Regions from separate parts of the Macaca mulatta genome. Here region 2 is linked to region 1. Evidence: chromatin contacts called from public Hi-C data. All regions are on one chromosome and are shown on one strand. Each heading gives the region's core, a stretch centred on a gene start, on an enhancer-like site or on the middle of the called end of the contact. The rest is flanking DNA. Distances are from core to core; before and after follow the strand shown.

Region 1 (3,457 bases), core at 545-3,044:
TCAATTCACTGCAATTAGAGAGGGAGTGAAAAATCACCTACTCTGATGGTAGACTTCTCTGTCTTCTTATACTTCTGTTCATTTTTGCTTAATATATTTTGTGGCTATATGGTGGCTATGATATAAATCCTTAGATATGTAAAGACTTGCTTTATGACACAGTATGTTAGAGACACTTTTTTGACTCTATCTTCCCTGTATATTGGACTTTTTTTTTTTTTTTAATGTAAAGACCCTTTATCTCATCGCACGCACCCACCCATCTACCTAGAAAGTGTCTGTTGATGATAAATCATCAGTTGTCTGAAACAGAATTTGCCTTCCTTCTCCCTTTCTTTTGTCACACATGTAATTCTAAGGTTTTATGTTTTCCCCTTCAGCATACCACTTAATTCTCTTTTCCCTTTTTTTTTTTTTTGGAGACAGTCTCACTCTGTCACCCAGGCTGGAGTGCAGTGGCGCGATCTCGGCTCACTGTAGCCTCGACCTCCAGGACTCAAGTGATCTACCTCAGCCTCTGGAGTAGCTGGGACCACAGGCACACGCCACCATGCCCTGCTAATTTTTTTTTAGATACTGGGTCTTGTTATGTTGGTCTGGCTGGTCTCGAATTCCTGGGCCCAAGCGGGCCTCCCGTCTCGGTCTCCTAAAGTGGTAGAATCACAGGCCTGACCCACTGCGCCCAGCCCGTTTTTTTTTTTTTTTTTTTTTTTTTTGAGTGGAGTCTCGCTCTGTCGCCCAGGCTGGAGTGCAGTGGCACGATCTCTGCTCACTGCAACCTCTACCTCCCGAGTTCCAGCAATTCTCCTGCCTTAGCCTCCCGGGTAGCTGGGACTACAGGCACATGCCACCATGCCAGGCTAATTTTTGTATTTTTAGTAGAAACGGGGTTTCACCGTGTTAGCCAGGATAGTCTCGATCTCCTGACCTCGTGATCCACCCACCTCGGCATTCCAAAGTACTGGGATTACAGGCGTGAGCCACCGCGCCCGGCGGAAGCCGGCATTTTTAAAAGTTGGATTGTTGGTCTCAGTGCATACAAGCGTAAAGGAATTTTAAAAACAAGCATGAGTAACTCCAACGCATTTCTTTTTTGGGCCATCCTGCTATGTGTGATTCGGTTTTTAGTCTGGGTTTTGTGTTTGTGTCGCGACAGCTGGGGACCGACCCAAGGAGCAGTCGGACCACAGGCCGCCCAGGGCGGTCTCATCCGCTTATAACCTGCGACCCCGGGGTCTCTTGTGGCCCCGTATCTCCGTCCCAAGCAAAAGCCGGGGCACTCAGACACTCAGAGGTGCGAAGGCCCGGTAGATTTCGAGGACGCGAGAAAAACACCTCCGGTAAGTCTGGCCAGTCCACAGCTACTGCCAAGACCGCTCCGCGCGCCCTCAGGAGCCGGCCGGCTCCTCGTCGTCATGGTAACCAGATTGCGACCGCGCGTGCGCAAGACAAACACCTTTGTCACGTGACGCCTGGCCGGGGGCGGGGCCGGCGAACGCCCGTCAGGACCTGTCGCGCCTCCCTTGTCAGTTCCCTGCCAGCCGAGGCGGGGCGAACCTCTGCCCTGTTGCGTGGGAGTGACTCACAGCTCCCGCCCCTTTTGGCTCCGCTTTCTTGCGGCCAGTCCCTCGCACCACGTGCCCTCCTGGCCGCGCCCCCAGCTGCCCTTTCCAACTGCCTGTTGGAAGCCGCTGTAAAATGTCGTGAGGAGCGCCGCTGCTTTACGGCTGCCTCTCCCAGACTAGAGCCCCGGAGCGCCCACCGCCGTCAGCCGCGTCTCCAAGCTAGTCGGCCCCGTGGAGAGCAAGAGACCCTGCGCACCGCAGCCCTCTCCGCTGCGCCCATTCCTGCCCCCGGCGATGTGAGCTCGGGGAGGCAGCGGTGCCCGCTGGCCCGGGGTTGAGACGGGCGGCAGGTGCCTGTGAAGCGGGCGGGTGCCGGGGGCCAGCAGGATGGAGGAAAGCATGGAAGAGGAGGAGGGGGGCAGCTACGAGGCGATGATGGACGACCAGAACCACAACAACTGGGAGGCTGCGGTGGACGGCTTCCGGCAGCCCCTGCCACCCCCACCGCCCCCCTCTTCGATCCCGGCCCCTGCCCGAGAGCCTCCAGGGGGGCAGCTGCTGGCGGTGCCCGCGGTCTCCGTGGACAGGAAAGGCCCCAAGGAGGGGCTCCTGATGGGGCCGCCGCCACCGCCTGAGGCTAATGGGGTGATCATGATGTTGAAGAGCTGCGACGCGGCCGCCGCCGTGGCCAAGGCGGCCCCCGCCCCCACTGCCAGCTCCACCATCAACATCAACACCTCCACCTCCAAGTTCTGTGAGTCCAGCCTTTCCCAGCAGCCTTGGCTTTTCTCCACCTCACTCGGACGCCGTATCCACCCCCTCTTGGAGAAAGCCCCGCTTCCTTTGTTTCAGGCCTCGGTCTTTCCTCTTCTCCCGTCCCCCTTCGCCTCCGTGCCTCCCTCCCCCTCACCGTCCCCTCCCCCTCATTTGGTGTCTGCGGCCAGCGCCTGAGCGGCCCTGGCTTCTTGTATTACCTGGTCTAGAGAGGCAGCCTGGTACACACGGAGCCCCAAGTTCTACCAACGCGATCCCTATCACAACTGGCAGTCTCTCAACATTGGGAACCGCTTTTCGCACCCGTCTTCTCTTGAAGTTTCACCCTCAAAGTGAGGGGAAAAGAAGGCTGCCTGAGTCTCGTTAGGGAAAGGCCTTCAGTCTTTTGCAGCCAGAGAGAAAAAAGAAACCTGGCAACTTGTGTTCTTGTGCTTTTGGCTAGGCCGTGTTAAACAAGTCAGGACTTTGAAAGTTGACCTATATCTACACCTCGTTCCTCCTCTTCTGTGTTACACCTTTGCATCCTGCTAGGGTAATGTGTGAGTTACTTTCCTACGCGGTGGCAGCTCCGACATTGTTTTGAAGCTAATAATGCATAAAATCACTCTTCAGAGCTTACACTCATAAGAATAAGCCTTTCAGGATGGGTTATGTCTTGTGTCCAAACCCAAGATTAGGTTGCATGTTGAACTTTATGTTAGTGATCTGTCTTAACGCTCAATTGCAAGCAGAAAGATTTAAGACCAAAATCTGTTTTGTAATCCGAAACTGCCTCTGACCAGGATGTATGTATGCTTCCATAGCTAGGAAAAGAATGTGCTTTTACTTTGGGGGGGGTGTGTGTGTGTGGTGGTGGTGGTGGTGATAGGATGTTGAAAATGAGATGTGACCATCACAGCCAGGTTTTTCTCTCCTATTATTAACTGCAAGTTTTGAATGGCATCTGGTAAGCAACTGGAGAGTTCATTTCTAGCTACTAATTTTATCAAGCTGTACTTGTCCAGTTAGCTGTGCAGAGAAAATATTTGCCTTGATGCAGATAGTCGGAATCTTACACACTGTGTGGGAACAGCGTGTAATTTTATTTGCCTCAAGATACTGCCTTAGTCAAAGACATT
Region 2 (3,791 bases), core at 427-2,926, 270 kb before region 1:
TTTTTAAGGACAACTAAGAATATTACTCGCTTCAAACAATAAAATAGTCATTTTGCCGACATTTCATAAAATCGCCAGTTTTAAGCTCAGTTCAGAGGCTTTTAAAAAAATATTCTAGACCTAGTAAAGTGCCTCCATTCATAAAATGAAACATCCTAGATTGAGACAATTTCATACTGATGCGCATCTAAAATAGGTCCACGTATACAGTAAATAAACAGCGCCTCTAAGTTGCCGTATTTCAGTTAGTGGAATACACACCCAGCCTTCGCCGTTCTGGATGTGCAAACTAGAAACTGAAGACATGGTGATTTCACCGTCTAGTCCCATATTGCTCGGCACGGAAGTACTCCACACGGTCGGCTGCTTTTGAAAAACCACCAGGACGACGTCCCAAAGTCGAGCCGACCGCTGAGCCGCACGCCTCCCCACGGCGGGGGCAAGATGGTGCGCAGACCTAGTGGTGCGAGGGGCGGCGGCGGCGACCCTGGGTGGCCGGGAGCCCGGGCCCTCAGCGCAGCTTCTTGCCAGGCGGGCCGTCCCTGGCGCTGCGGGGCGGCGGGCGGGCGGGCGGCGGCGGCACTTTGGAGAGCGGGCAGTACTTGATGGTGTGCGCGTTGTCGCCGCTGGCGCCGCACAGGGGACACGTGTAGCGGCGCAGCACTGGGCACAGCACTCGCCCGTCGGGGCCCTTGAGGATATGGGTGGTGTAGAGCGCCATCGCCTCCTTGTTGTTGCGGCAGAATACGCACACCTGCAGCTCCGGCTTCAGCAGCCGGGCGGCCGCCGCCCCGGAGGCCGCGTGCAGCCGGGGCTCGGCCGCCCATGCCGGGGCCCGCTCCTCGCGCGGCGTCGCCTCGCTAGTAGTGGCGGCCGCGGCAGGCGCGCAGCCCAGCAGCACGGCGGCGGCACGACCTGCGAACGGGCTCAGCTCGGCGAAGCGCTCCTCCAGCAGCCCGGCCTCGGCGGGGCCCGCGCACAGCTCCAGCGCTCGCAGCTCCAGCGCGCCCCCCAGGTAGCGGCCCCGGGACCCCGGCTCGTCGCTGTCGTCGTCGTCGTCGTCCTCGTAGTAGTCGGGCGGCCCCAGCGCCGGCCCCAGCGCCCCAGGCCCAGTCCCCGCGTGGGGGGAGCAGCAGGACGAGGAGGAGGGCGGGGAGCCGCTGCCGCCGTTCCCACCGCGGGCGCAACCGAAGCGCGGCTCGCCGTCCACCGCTTTGGTGATGAGCGTGGCGAGCCCCAGGTAGTCGTTCCAGGAGCTGAAGGGCTGCGGGTGCGCCGGGCCCGGGGCGCTCACGTAGCGGGCGCTGGGCACGAGCGCCATGGGCGGGGGGGCGCGGCCGCGGCGGGGCGAGCGGGGCGCCCAGGGGAAAGCCTCCATGGGCGGGCTGCGGGCCGCGCGCCGCCTCCCCGCCGCCGGCGCGGGCCGGACGGAAGGGACACGCCGAGCCTGCCCGCCGGCCTGCCGCGGGGTGGGGCCGCCGCGCCGCCTTTTATCGGGCCCGCTCCTCCCCGCCCCCCCGGCCTCGCCGCCGCGGCCCTGCCCCCTGCGCTCCCCCGCCCCGACCACCTCGCCCGCGCCCCGGACGGAGGCGGAGCGGAGGCGGGCGGGCTGTGCGCGCGCTCCACTCCGGCCCGCGCGGGTCCCGCGCCCCGCGCGCCGCGCCAGCTTCGCCAGCTGTCGGGAGGCCTTCATTCCGGGAGGGGGCGGGCGAGGCGCCGCCTCGGGCCGTGGCGCTCATTGGCTGCAGACCAGAGCCCCCCGGGCCCCGGGCGCCGCTCCGGACGCTGATTGGTGGGGACTGGGGAGGGGGCGTGCTCTTCACGCAGCTGGTAGGTGAGGAGAAAGTAGGGGAGAGAAGGGCCGGGGAGGGACTGCTGCTGAGGTCCTCCTTCGTTCGCGCGCCGGGCCTGGCCTTGGAGCAGGTGACCAGGCCTGGGTCTCCTCGGCCTGGTGGTGAGGCCCACCGAGGACAGGGGTCAGGGTGGCCACAGGTTTACGCCTCCACCTCCCGGCCTTTAATGGCCCCAGGTCCGCATCCTGAGAATCCCCGCTATCCACCCTCTTCTCACCAACATCAGCATGAAAAGCTGGACGCGATGGGAGGATGCAGCTCTCCCATCACAGCCGCCCAACCAGCCAGTGGCTTCCGTTTGCACCGCGCGTTGGAGCGCTTTCCCCTGAGCGAAATCCGCACACACCGTGAGGTTCGGGGAGGCTGTGGTTCCTGCCGCGGTAAGAGCGGAGGGACGCAGGACTTTCCCGCTCCTCGCAGCAGCCTTCCTCCCAACAGGTGCTCAGGGACCTCAGCCGATGGGTGGCCGATACCCGGTGACTTAGGTCGGGGTTGGGACTGGGCCGGAAAACCTCATGGCTGGAGAGCCTAGGACAGTGACTGGGATGTGTGTGTGTGTGTACCTCCTCGACCCAGAGGCCTGAGTCAAAATGTGGGTTATATGTGCAGTTTGAAAAACAACGTGTGTTCAATGTTATATTTTGTCTTCCTTCCTCCCTTCCTCCCTCCCTCCCTTTCTTCCTTCTTTCCTTCCTTCCTTCCCTCTTTCCCTCCTTCCTTTTCTTTTTTTTTTCTTTCCTCATCCCGGGTTCAAGCAATTCTTTTGCCTCAGCCTCCCGAGTAGCTGGGAATACAGATGCCCGCCACCACGCCCGGCTAATTTTTTTATTTTAGTAGAGACGGGGTTTCACTAGTTGGCCAGGCTTGTCTTGAACTCCTGACCTCGTGATCCGCCCACCTTGGCCTCCCAAAGTGCTGGGATTACAGGCGTGAGCCACCGCATCCGGCCTCTTTCTTTATTTCTCTCTCTTTTATCTTCTTGCTTTTTTTTCTTTTAATTTTTTATTTTCTTGAGACAGGGTCTCACTATGTTGCCTAGACTGGTCTTGAACACCTGGCCTCAAGCGATCTTCCTGCCTTGGCCTCCCAAAGTGCTGGGGTTACAGACATGAGCCACCACACCTGCCTCGACGTTATAATTAAATACTTTGAAATGAATAAAACATGTTGTGGAAAAGCCACGGAGAATAAGAGCCAGAAGATGAGTTTTGATTAGGAAGATGGCAGGTGGTCTTACCCTTTCCAACTTTTTAAAAAATTGAAAGTAGGAAAAGCTTTAGATACTGAGGGCTCTTCTAGGACGAAACCTAGAACTGGGATCAGGAAAATGCCTCCCCTGGCAGGTGGGCCCTGGCAGCGTGGGCTTCATGGGGCAGGTGGGGCTTTCCTTCCCCACTCTGGACCATGCAGTGGCTGTGGAAACAATGAGCCCTCACTAGGCCTGAAGACACACTCACAGGTCTTGGCTGTGCCCAGCAGGTTTAGAATGGCTCAGCAGGAGATGCCCAGAACCTAGTGCTGGCATTGGTTAATATTAGAATGAATGAGTGAGGGAATCAGAATGTCAGCATGGGGAGGGATCTTTGGGATCATTCTATTTGATCTTTTCTTGCTTTTTTTTTTTTTTTTTTCTTTTTTAATAGACGGGGTCTCGCTATGTTGCCCAGGCTGGTCTTGAACTCCTGGCCTCAAGTGATCCTCCTGTCTTGGCCTCACAAAGTGCTGGGATTACAAATGTGAGCCACCACACCCAGTTCTATCCAGTCCTTACAGATGAAGAAAATGAGACCTAGAGAAGAGTAGGATTTCTTTTTTTTTTTGAGACAGAGTCTCACTCTGTCACTCAGACTGGAGTGCAATGGCACGATTGGGTTCAAGCTATTCTCCTGCCTCAGCCTCCTGAGTAGCTGGGATTACAGGCATGTGCCACCATGCCCA

Evidence for each region. Hi-C and Micro-C count contacts between places; a contact is called where the count stands out from the background.
Region 2: a contact with region 1 is called in a Hi-C map of fetal cortex germinal zone, with 2.3 times the contacts expected there. The contact joins the promoter of NANOS1 here to the promoter of CACUL1 in region 1. A contact is called at or near these places in 2 of 14 Hi-C or Micro-C datasets (fetal cortex germinal zone and fetal cortical plate).

Annotation. Positions count from the first base shown.
Region 1 is chr9:130,853,180-130,856,636 of T2T-MMU8v2.0, reverse strand. CACUL1 (CDK2 associated cullin domain 1) reads left to right here and starts at 1,794. Exons shown (of 9, transcript NM_001266943.1): 1 at 1,794-2,319. The coding sequence starts at 1,953.
Region 2 is chr9:131,119,301-131,123,091 of T2T-MMU8v2.0, reverse strand. It overlaps NANOS1 (nanos C2HC-type zinc finger 1), which reads right to left and starts at 1,676. Exons shown (of 1, transcript XM_028826912.2): 1 at 1-1,676. The coding sequence starts at 1,378. The coding sequence ends at 512.